Regions from separate parts of the Sus scrofa genome. Here region 1 is linked to region 2. A link is a contact called in public promoter capture Hi-C data. All regions are on one chromosome and are shown on one strand. The core of a region is the stretch at or near the end of the contact, and the rest is flanking DNA. Distances in the headings are between cores, read along the strand shown. Region 1 holds the start of LYL1 (protein lyl-1). Region 2 holds the start of RAD23A (UV excision repair protein RAD23 homolog A).

The links. Promoter capture Hi-C pulls out the DNA fragments that hold promoters and counts their contacts.
Region 1: a contact with region 2 is called in a promoter capture Hi-C map of fetal liver, with 2.5 times the contacts expected there. The contact joins the promoter of LYL1 here to the promoter of RAD23A in region 2. A contact is called at or near these places in 3 of 5 promoter capture datasets (fetal liver, fetal skeletal muscle and liver), 2 of 47 Hi-C or Micro-C datasets (fibroblasts and liver) and 2 of 2 datasets of contacts at active chromatin or transcription factors (alveolar macrophages and skeletal muscle).

Annotation. Positions count from the first base shown.
Region 1 is chr2:65,948,550-65,952,514 of Sscrofa11.1, reverse strand. It overlaps LYL1 (protein lyl-1), which reads right to left and starts at 1,907. Exons shown (of 6, transcript XM_005652880.3): 1 at 963-1,907; 2 at 326-332; 3 at 1-17. TRMT1 (tRNA methyltransferase 1) reads right to left here. Exons shown (of 17, transcript NM_001243450.1): 15 at 3,797-3,916; 16 at 3,562-3,694; 17 at 3,192-3,368. The coding sequence ends at 3,219.
Region 2 is chr2:66,094,483-66,098,431 of Sscrofa11.1, reverse strand. It overlaps RAD23A (UV excision repair protein RAD23 homolog A), which reads left to right and starts at 1,955. Exons shown (of 9, transcript XM_005652877.2): 1 at 1,955-2,261; 2 at 3,551-3,712; 3 at 3,878-3,949. The coding sequence starts at 2,190. It overlaps CALR (calreticulin), which reads left to right. Exons shown (of 9, transcript NM_001174133.1): 9 at 1-169.

The sequences.
Region 1 (3,965 bases), core at 658-3,157, 150 kb after region 2:
CCCAAGGAGGAGCTCACCTGTGCGAGGAAGGAAGCCAGTAGAGTGGGGAGGGGAGAATCAGAAGCTACCCCCCACCCTTAGTCCATTTGAGGGTCCTCAAATGGGAGAGCAACGTGGCGTGGGGGAGGGGGGGAGGATGGCAGTTCAATAGGCAAAGGCTGATGGGGGATGGGTCCAGAAACTACCAGGACATGAGAGGGGGTCCAACACAAGGGCAGGAGGTGCCGGGCAGCGCTGAGCTCAGCAGTAGTGCTTCTGAGCTGTCGGTGAGGCTTCAGCTGTGGAGCCCCTGAGCAAATTCCCTTTTTCCAGAATCCTCTCTCACCTGGAGCCTGGAGGGAGGGACAAGGAAGGAAATCCTTGATGGACCCTGTGACCCCAGAAGGCTCCCTGTGACCCTCAGATCTGATCCCGAGATTCTTCATTGATACCATGTGACCTTGGAGTCCCTCCACCGTTTTGACTGCTCCATCACTGACCACTGTCCCCAGGCTGACCATGTGGCCTTCAGCTATAACTCTGAGGCTCTTCCCATTGTCTCCATGTCAGACTCTGAAAGTCCTCCGTAATCACTCCAATGACCACTCCCCCTAAAAACATCCCCCTTACTAACCTTGCAACCCCACCTCTGACACTATGACTCCAAATGCTAGCCCTACTGCCCAGTACAAAGTCAGGTTCCAGTCCTCCCTCTGGCTTTGGTGTCCTCCCACCCTCCCTACCCCATTAGCATTCACCCCTGTGCACCCTACTCACACAGCCCTGGTCCCTCTTGGCCCCATGGCCCAGCGTCCCAGCAATGTCTGGGATTCCTGACCCATCTGCCCTGTCTTCCCTAGCTAGGCAGTGGGGAAGCTGGCCTGACCTCTTACTTAGTGGGCCCCCCAGATGAATGAAGGAAGGAACGAATGAATGAATGCAGGTGGGTCCAAGATCCCGCTTCAGGCCCACACCACTCTTACCCCAGCACTGGTCCGGCTGCCTGCTGATGGGCCCTGATTCGGTCCTTCAGGGCCAGGATGCGGTTACGGCTTCAGGCAGGCGCTGCCACCCCGCTCCGGCCTCTGCGCTCCTTACCGCTGGCAGCTGGCCGCCTTGTCTGGGCCGTGGCATGGGGCCGCCTCTCTTCTTCGGCTCCCAAGGGCCACCGCGGCGGCAACAGCGTAGGTCCCTCCAGGGAAAGTGTGCAGCTCTGGGCCGCCCGCCCTCTCCCCGCCCCTGGCGGCCTGGTTTCCTCCCTCTCACCCCTGGCGCAGTGGCCAGAGGATGCTGGGCTAGTGCAGATAAGGGCCTGGCCGCGCCTGATAAGGAGCCGGGCTGACCCCGGAGGAAACCGGCAGGCGGGCAGGCGGGGATCTCCGAGCGCGCGCGGGCCTCATGGCCCCGCCCCCCGCTGGCACATGCTGGACGGTCTGTCACCCCTCAGGGCCTTACCTTCCGTCCCCCAGGCACTAGAGGATCCTGGCCCTAGTGCACACCCCTGGGCCCGAGGTGCCCAGATGCACACAGAAGAGAACCAAGGTAGGGCTGCAGTGGCCCCTATGTCACTCGGGTTTGTCCTCCAGCTTTGAATACCCCTTGCTGTGTCTGTACTCATGAGGGTGGAGAGCCCTTTCCGGCCCCGCTGGGGCCTCGTGACCTGGGGCCCCCTTCTCCTCACCCTGCCTGGTTCCTCTTTCTACAAAGTGCTTCCCGCGCCTTTCTGCCAACCCCACCCCGGTGTGGGGCACTGACTGGAGGGCAGTTCTGCCAGTCTGGCCTTGGGTGTCCACCCTAGGCAGGTGTCTTGGGCCCCCAGTGCACCATCCTCACCACCTTGCCAGGCCTAGGAGGGTGAGAGGAAGTGCCACAGCTGGGGGAGATTTCCTATGGTGCCAGAGCTGGCAGAACTTTCTCTAACAGGTGCCCCCAACAGGTTCCCACAGTCCTGGGCCTCTATATCACAGGATCACATAGTCCCAGCTTGGAGATCCCTGGCCCTCATCCCACGGTGCTGACCACTTCAGGGTGGGCAGCGACAAAGAGATGTGGAGTAAATAATCTTGGAATGGCGGTAAAACTCAAAATCCTGCCGGACCTCACGAAGAGAGGGCCACCAGATACAACTAAGTAATCAGTGGACAACACTGTTGTTTATCCCCAGCACCCTCCCACCTGGGTCGGTCAAGCTCTGCCCAGTGTGTATCTGGGTGACTGCAGGAGCCGCAGGTAGGCCCTCAGCTGCCACCATCACCACCCTCTTAGGAATCAGGTGAGGCTCAGGACCCCACAAGCCACAATCCTACTGTCCCAGAGAAGCAAGAGTACAGTCCTAAGCATCTGTTAACAGTGGTATCCAAGCTAATAGGATGGGTTCTGGAATTAGGTTCATTTTACAGATGGGGATGAAGCAAGGTGAAGGGTGCTTGCAGGTCCCACAGCTACCACGTGGCAGGATGGCGATTGGGCCCCAGGCCTCTCTGTTAACACACCAGCCCCCTGCCCCCCCCCGGGGGGGAGGGGTTGCAGCAAGCTGCCGGGTGCCTCAGTGTGCAGCCTGAGGGGCCGCAGGGCAGGAAGCACCTGGTCTGGAGCGGATGCGCAAGGCGCCTGGTTCCGGTCTGGCTTCCGCCAAGGCCCCAGCGGGGAGCCGGGAGCGAGAAGTCCATATGGGGGCGCGGTGGCTAGAGCACCCGCCTGTGCGCGTGCCCGCGTTCTGGGAGCACTGAGGGATGCTGGGAGGATGGGAGGAAGAGGAAGGGGGTAAAGGCCCTCGCGGGCGTGAAAGCACGGCTGCCGCCCCGTGGCCACCTCAGGAACCGCAGGTGCCGGCAAATGGGTGGCTGAGCACCTTGCAGGCAGATGATCAGCTCCCGCCTCCCCAGCACACAGAATACTCCATTCAGAAACACTGACAGGGAAGTTCCCTTGTGGTGCAATGGCTTAAGGATCCAGCTTTGCCACATATGTGGTGAGGGTTGCAACTGCAGCATGGGTTCAATCCCTCGCCCAAGAACTTCCACAAGCTGAGGGTGCAGCAAAAAAAAAAAAAAAAGAAACACTGACACACTGACAGGACCTCATTCAGGCCGGGACAAACCAACCCCAGAGGCACAGAGCTCCCCATGGAGTTAAAACAGATGGACAGACCCCAGACAGGCAGCTAGAGAGATGAGCAGAGCCCCTCAGGCAGATAGACAGACAAATGACAGTCAGGGGAAGGTGAAAACTTTATTCGCTCAATCTATGCCTAGACCAGAAGCAGCCCCAGGCCCAAGGGGGTTTTGACTGGGGGCCTCTGGACAGTCAGTGGGGGTAGCTTCAGCAGTGGCCTTGGGTGTCTGGGAGCTATGCGAGTAGCAGCACTGGTCCCCCCGTTGACAGGTGCCCTGGTGAGAGGTATGGTGGGTGTGAATGAACCCAGGCCTGGAACTTGGCAACCTCTGCTGGGTTCTTGTCCTAGATGGAGAGCTCACTCCCACACACTCACCTGGCCCTGGTTCTCCCAGCTCTGCCTGGCCCTGCCCTGTTGCTGGGAAGGGAACCCATGTGTGCTTCGGTGTGGGTTAGGGGGCACCTCACCTCCTTGAACCTCTTGCAGGGAAATGTCTTGAGCCGAGCAGCCCGCTGGGCTGGGTCCTCAGGTGGCTCTTTCCGCTTATTCTGGAGCAGCCTGCGTCTCTCTTCCATAGCTTCTTCGCCTGCTGCCTTGCCTCTGTGTAGGGATGTGAGTAACTGGGACTTCCCCTGGCCTTTGCCCTGACTCCCCCGCCCCCTGCCCCAAGCCAAGCCCCACCTCCACCCCACTCTTGCTCACCCTGGCCGGGCACGGGGCCGGGGACCCCAGTTGGCTTCGGGGTTGGCCTGGAAGCGCTTGAGTCCTCGCTGGCGGGAGCTGGGGTTGGCATCATCCCGGATGGTGAAATTGGCCTGCAGCCTGGGGAAATGGGGGTGGGGTCTGAAGGGCAACTGCCCCACGGCCTACC
Region 2 (3,949 bases), core at 706-3,205:
CTGAGGAAGAATGGGGCTCCTGGGGCCTGAGCTCTGACCGCCCCCACACACAGTTTTCCCCTGCCCCCAGGACTCGGCCACTTCTGAGTGGGGCAGGGGATTCTAGCTCGGCTCATACTGAGAATGTAAGAACTACAAACGAAATTTCTATTAAATTAAGTTTTGTGTCTTCCTCCTGTGTTTCCTTCTGGGGGAGGTGACTCCTAAGTGAGCCTCATTTTTTCAGCCACTAAAAGTGTTGGTTAATTGTCCCATAAGGTTACAAGGGCCCTGGTTTACCGGCAGAACTGCAAATGAGTGGGAAAGAGTAAGTTACTAAGTACCACTACAAATAGCCTATGTATTAAGTCATTGAGTCCTTGTATCAAACTGTTCAGTTTTGGTTCTAGTATCACTTCAGTTTCATGAGACGAGGGCCAGAATTTAGTTTGAGATGGGACAGGGCTTTGAAACCATACCTTAGCCACTATCTCATACAAACTGTTTTATATTGGTCCATATGTGTCCATCTTCTCAAGCAAAAGTTTTAAACATTTGCCTTTTTTTTTTTTTAACTTTTTAAGGGCTGCACGTGCAGCATGTGAAAGTTCTCAGGTTAGGGGTCTAATTGGAGCTACAGCTGTGGGCCTACATCACAGCCACAGCAATGCCAGATCCAAGCTCTATCTGACCTATGCTGCGGCTCACAGCAACGCTGATCCTTAGCACACTGAGTGAAGCCAGGTTTTGAACCTGCATCCTCATGGTTACCAGTTGGGTCTTTAACCCCCTAAGCCACAACGGGAATTCTTATAAACACTTTTTTTTTTTTTTTTTTAATGCTGATTCCACCGGGACAGGGATCGAATCCGTGCTACAACAGTGACCCAAGCCACTGCAGTGACAGTGCCGGATCCTTAGCTCAATTTGCTGCCAGGGCACTCCTCAACACGTTGTTCTTAATACCAGCCCGTGTTAAAAGCTATAAATACCTTTCATTAGTCAAAATATCTTCAGAAGGTGGTATCTAGCTTACCCATGATGTTCAGTAGCCAAGTTGGGATCTGAACTTCTTGAAGGGAAGAGGTGGCCTATTCTTGTGTGGAAGCTTCTTAGTTCAGGGTGTGTGGTAAAGGGACAAGCAGCAGGACCTGGTTAGATTTGGGGAAATGAGTGAGGTGGCAGGGGACTGCACTGTGTCCTACTGGGATGGGAATGGTGAAAAGATCAGGTTCTGAAGCAGGATATGAAGGAGGTGGGGAGTCCATCACCTCCAACCAGTCTGCCATAGCACGTTTTTCACCTTTGGCCAACCAGCGCTTCATTTCCTTGTTACTTGGACAGGCCTCTTTTGTGCTTCATTCCTGTGTCCTGCAGCCCAGCCCCACCCTTCTGGGAAACATCCCAATTAGCATATCCAGGGAAAGGAGAGAATTTTGTATTCAGTGTAGGAAAGCCTTGGAAGTTACATACTCTACATACTGCGGATCATGTTGGAGATAGTGGTTAGGGAAGGAGCAGCAGAGAGGGGGGAGACCCAGGAACTAGAACTGTATAAATTAATTCCAAAAATCCGGCTCTTCCTAAAGAATAAATGAGGGCATAAAATGGCTCTGTGTGCCTGTTTACACAGCCAAACGTGTTTGGCATTTTCATTTAATTGTTGGTGACCTTTTCAGTATCCTTTCTAGGTCCCTTCAGGGTTAGACAGGAGTACTGTCAGGGTGGCCAGACTAGAATGAAACTAATTTGGAAAGAGCAAAAAATATGAACTAAGATTTTACGGTAGAGATACAAGTATCAAAGCAGATTTTTGTTCAACGTCAACAAAAAAGGAAACTGATGGGCGTGATAATTGGACGTCGGCGCCATTTTGTGGCCTCATGACGTCACCGCTAACGGGGATGGCGTCACTCCCATGAAGCCACGTGATGGTTAAGCGAGAAAACCTCCCTCTACGCCGACTGAGTAGAAGTTGGTCTGCGTACGCCTGACTCAGGGCCGCTCTCGTGCGCATGCTCACGAAGGCCCATGGCGGCGGCGGGGGGGGGGGGCCCACAGCGCGCAGGTCACGTGTCCTGGTCGTCGGCGCGCGCACCGTTTGCCCCGGAAGCGGTCGGCGCGCGGCGCGGCTAGGCGCTAAGATGGCGGCGGCGTGAGTTGCATGTTGTGTGAGGATCCCGGGGCCGCCGCGTCGCTCGGGTCCTACCATGGCCGTCACCATCACGCTCAAAACGCTGCAACAGCAGACCTTCAAGATCCGCATGGAGCCTGATGAGACGGTGCGAACCAAGCCTGAGCCTGGGAACGGGAGCGACGGGTGCCAGGGGTTCGGGGGGAGGCTGGGATCCCGACGAGAGACGCGGGGAAGACGACGCGGGGCCGGGCCCTGCCCATTCTCCCAAACTGCCCTACTTTTCCAGATTACCCGATGGTCCCCAACCCAGGCCCTGGTGGCTCGGGTGGAGCTCTAGTGTCGATCTCCAGGCAAAGCCCCACCCCCGGGGCGCCTGCCAGGCCCCGGCTCCAATGTCAGCGCCCTCGTGGGGCGCGGGAGCCGCAGGCTCAGATTTTCTGTCGTGCTGCTGTCTCTGGGACTGGGCCTCCTAGTTCCCAGCTTTGTAGGCGTTTCCTCTGGACGTTGGTGGCCGAATCTACGAATAGTGGCCAAGAGATGCCGGGTGATGACAGCAACGACGATGATAAAGATAATAAATGGTCTGAGTTTCAATGGTCCGTGTTTGTTCTTCACCAGTCACTGAGCGTTTTCGTATTATCTTACTAAATCTTCAAAGTAGGCTTGTCATTTGGGGACTTAGTCTTCTTGTTTTACAGATGTGGAAATTTAGGAGTTAAGGAACGTAGACATAGTCGCATACAGCAAATAACAGTAGGGGTTTGCCTCAAGTGAGCCTATGGACGAAACCTTATGCTGTCTTTTTAGCTGAGAAGAGACTTCGAATCTAATATGCGTATTTGGCATTATTCGCACAACTTATCTCATGAAGAAGATGTTTAAGTTCACTTTTTATAGAGAGAGAAATAGATTTTCTCATCAGCCTGTTTGCCTTTGGGCAAGTTAGTTAACAACCTATCTGTGCCTTTTTTTCTTGGACATAAAATGAGGCTAATGGTAATTTTTTTACCCAGTTACAATGAGGATTTAAACTTGTGACACATGTATGTTTACAATAGTACTGTAAACTTAGGATTCTACCACTGAAAACCACTGTCAGCAGCATGGAGTGAGGAACCCTCCTATCGCCCCTTTTTTCTGTTTTTCATTACATTGTGTTTACATTTTCTGACTTCCATCTCCCAAATAAGCGTCATTTCTACAAAAACAGAGTTTGTTGAGTTTTGTTCTCTGTTGTGTCCTCAGTGCCTAAAACTGCACCTGGCACATAGAAGTGTGCAGTAAATACTCCATTGAATGATGGGATAGCCTAGAATGCTTGATTATGAAGCTTAGCTTCTCAGTCATCAGGGCTTGTTTTCTCCCCTCTCCTCCTATACTATAAGGGAAGAGAGAATCTTGGGGTTTGCCATGACTGTGTACCCCTTTCTCCAGGTGAAGGTGCTAAAAGAGAAGATAGAAGCTGAGAAGGGTCGTGATGCCTTCCCCGTGGCTGGACAGAAACTCATCTATGCTGGCAAGATCCTGAGTGACGATGTCCCCATCAGGGACTATCGAATTGATGAGAAGAACTTTGTGGTCGTCATGGTGACCAAGGTAGGTGAGGTAGCTGGTTGGGAGGGTGGGTGGATTAGCTTGGGAGCTGGCCAAGAGCCTGTGTGCCTAAGAGAGATTAACCATGAACAGGGTGGGGCTGAGCTGTGGTGGGATGTGGCGCTAGATAGGGATACTGATGCCTGCTCCCTTTTCTGGGTTTCACAGGCCAAAACTAGCCCAGGCACCTCAGTACCCCCAGAGGCCTCACCCACTGCTGCCCCGGAGTCTTCCACATCC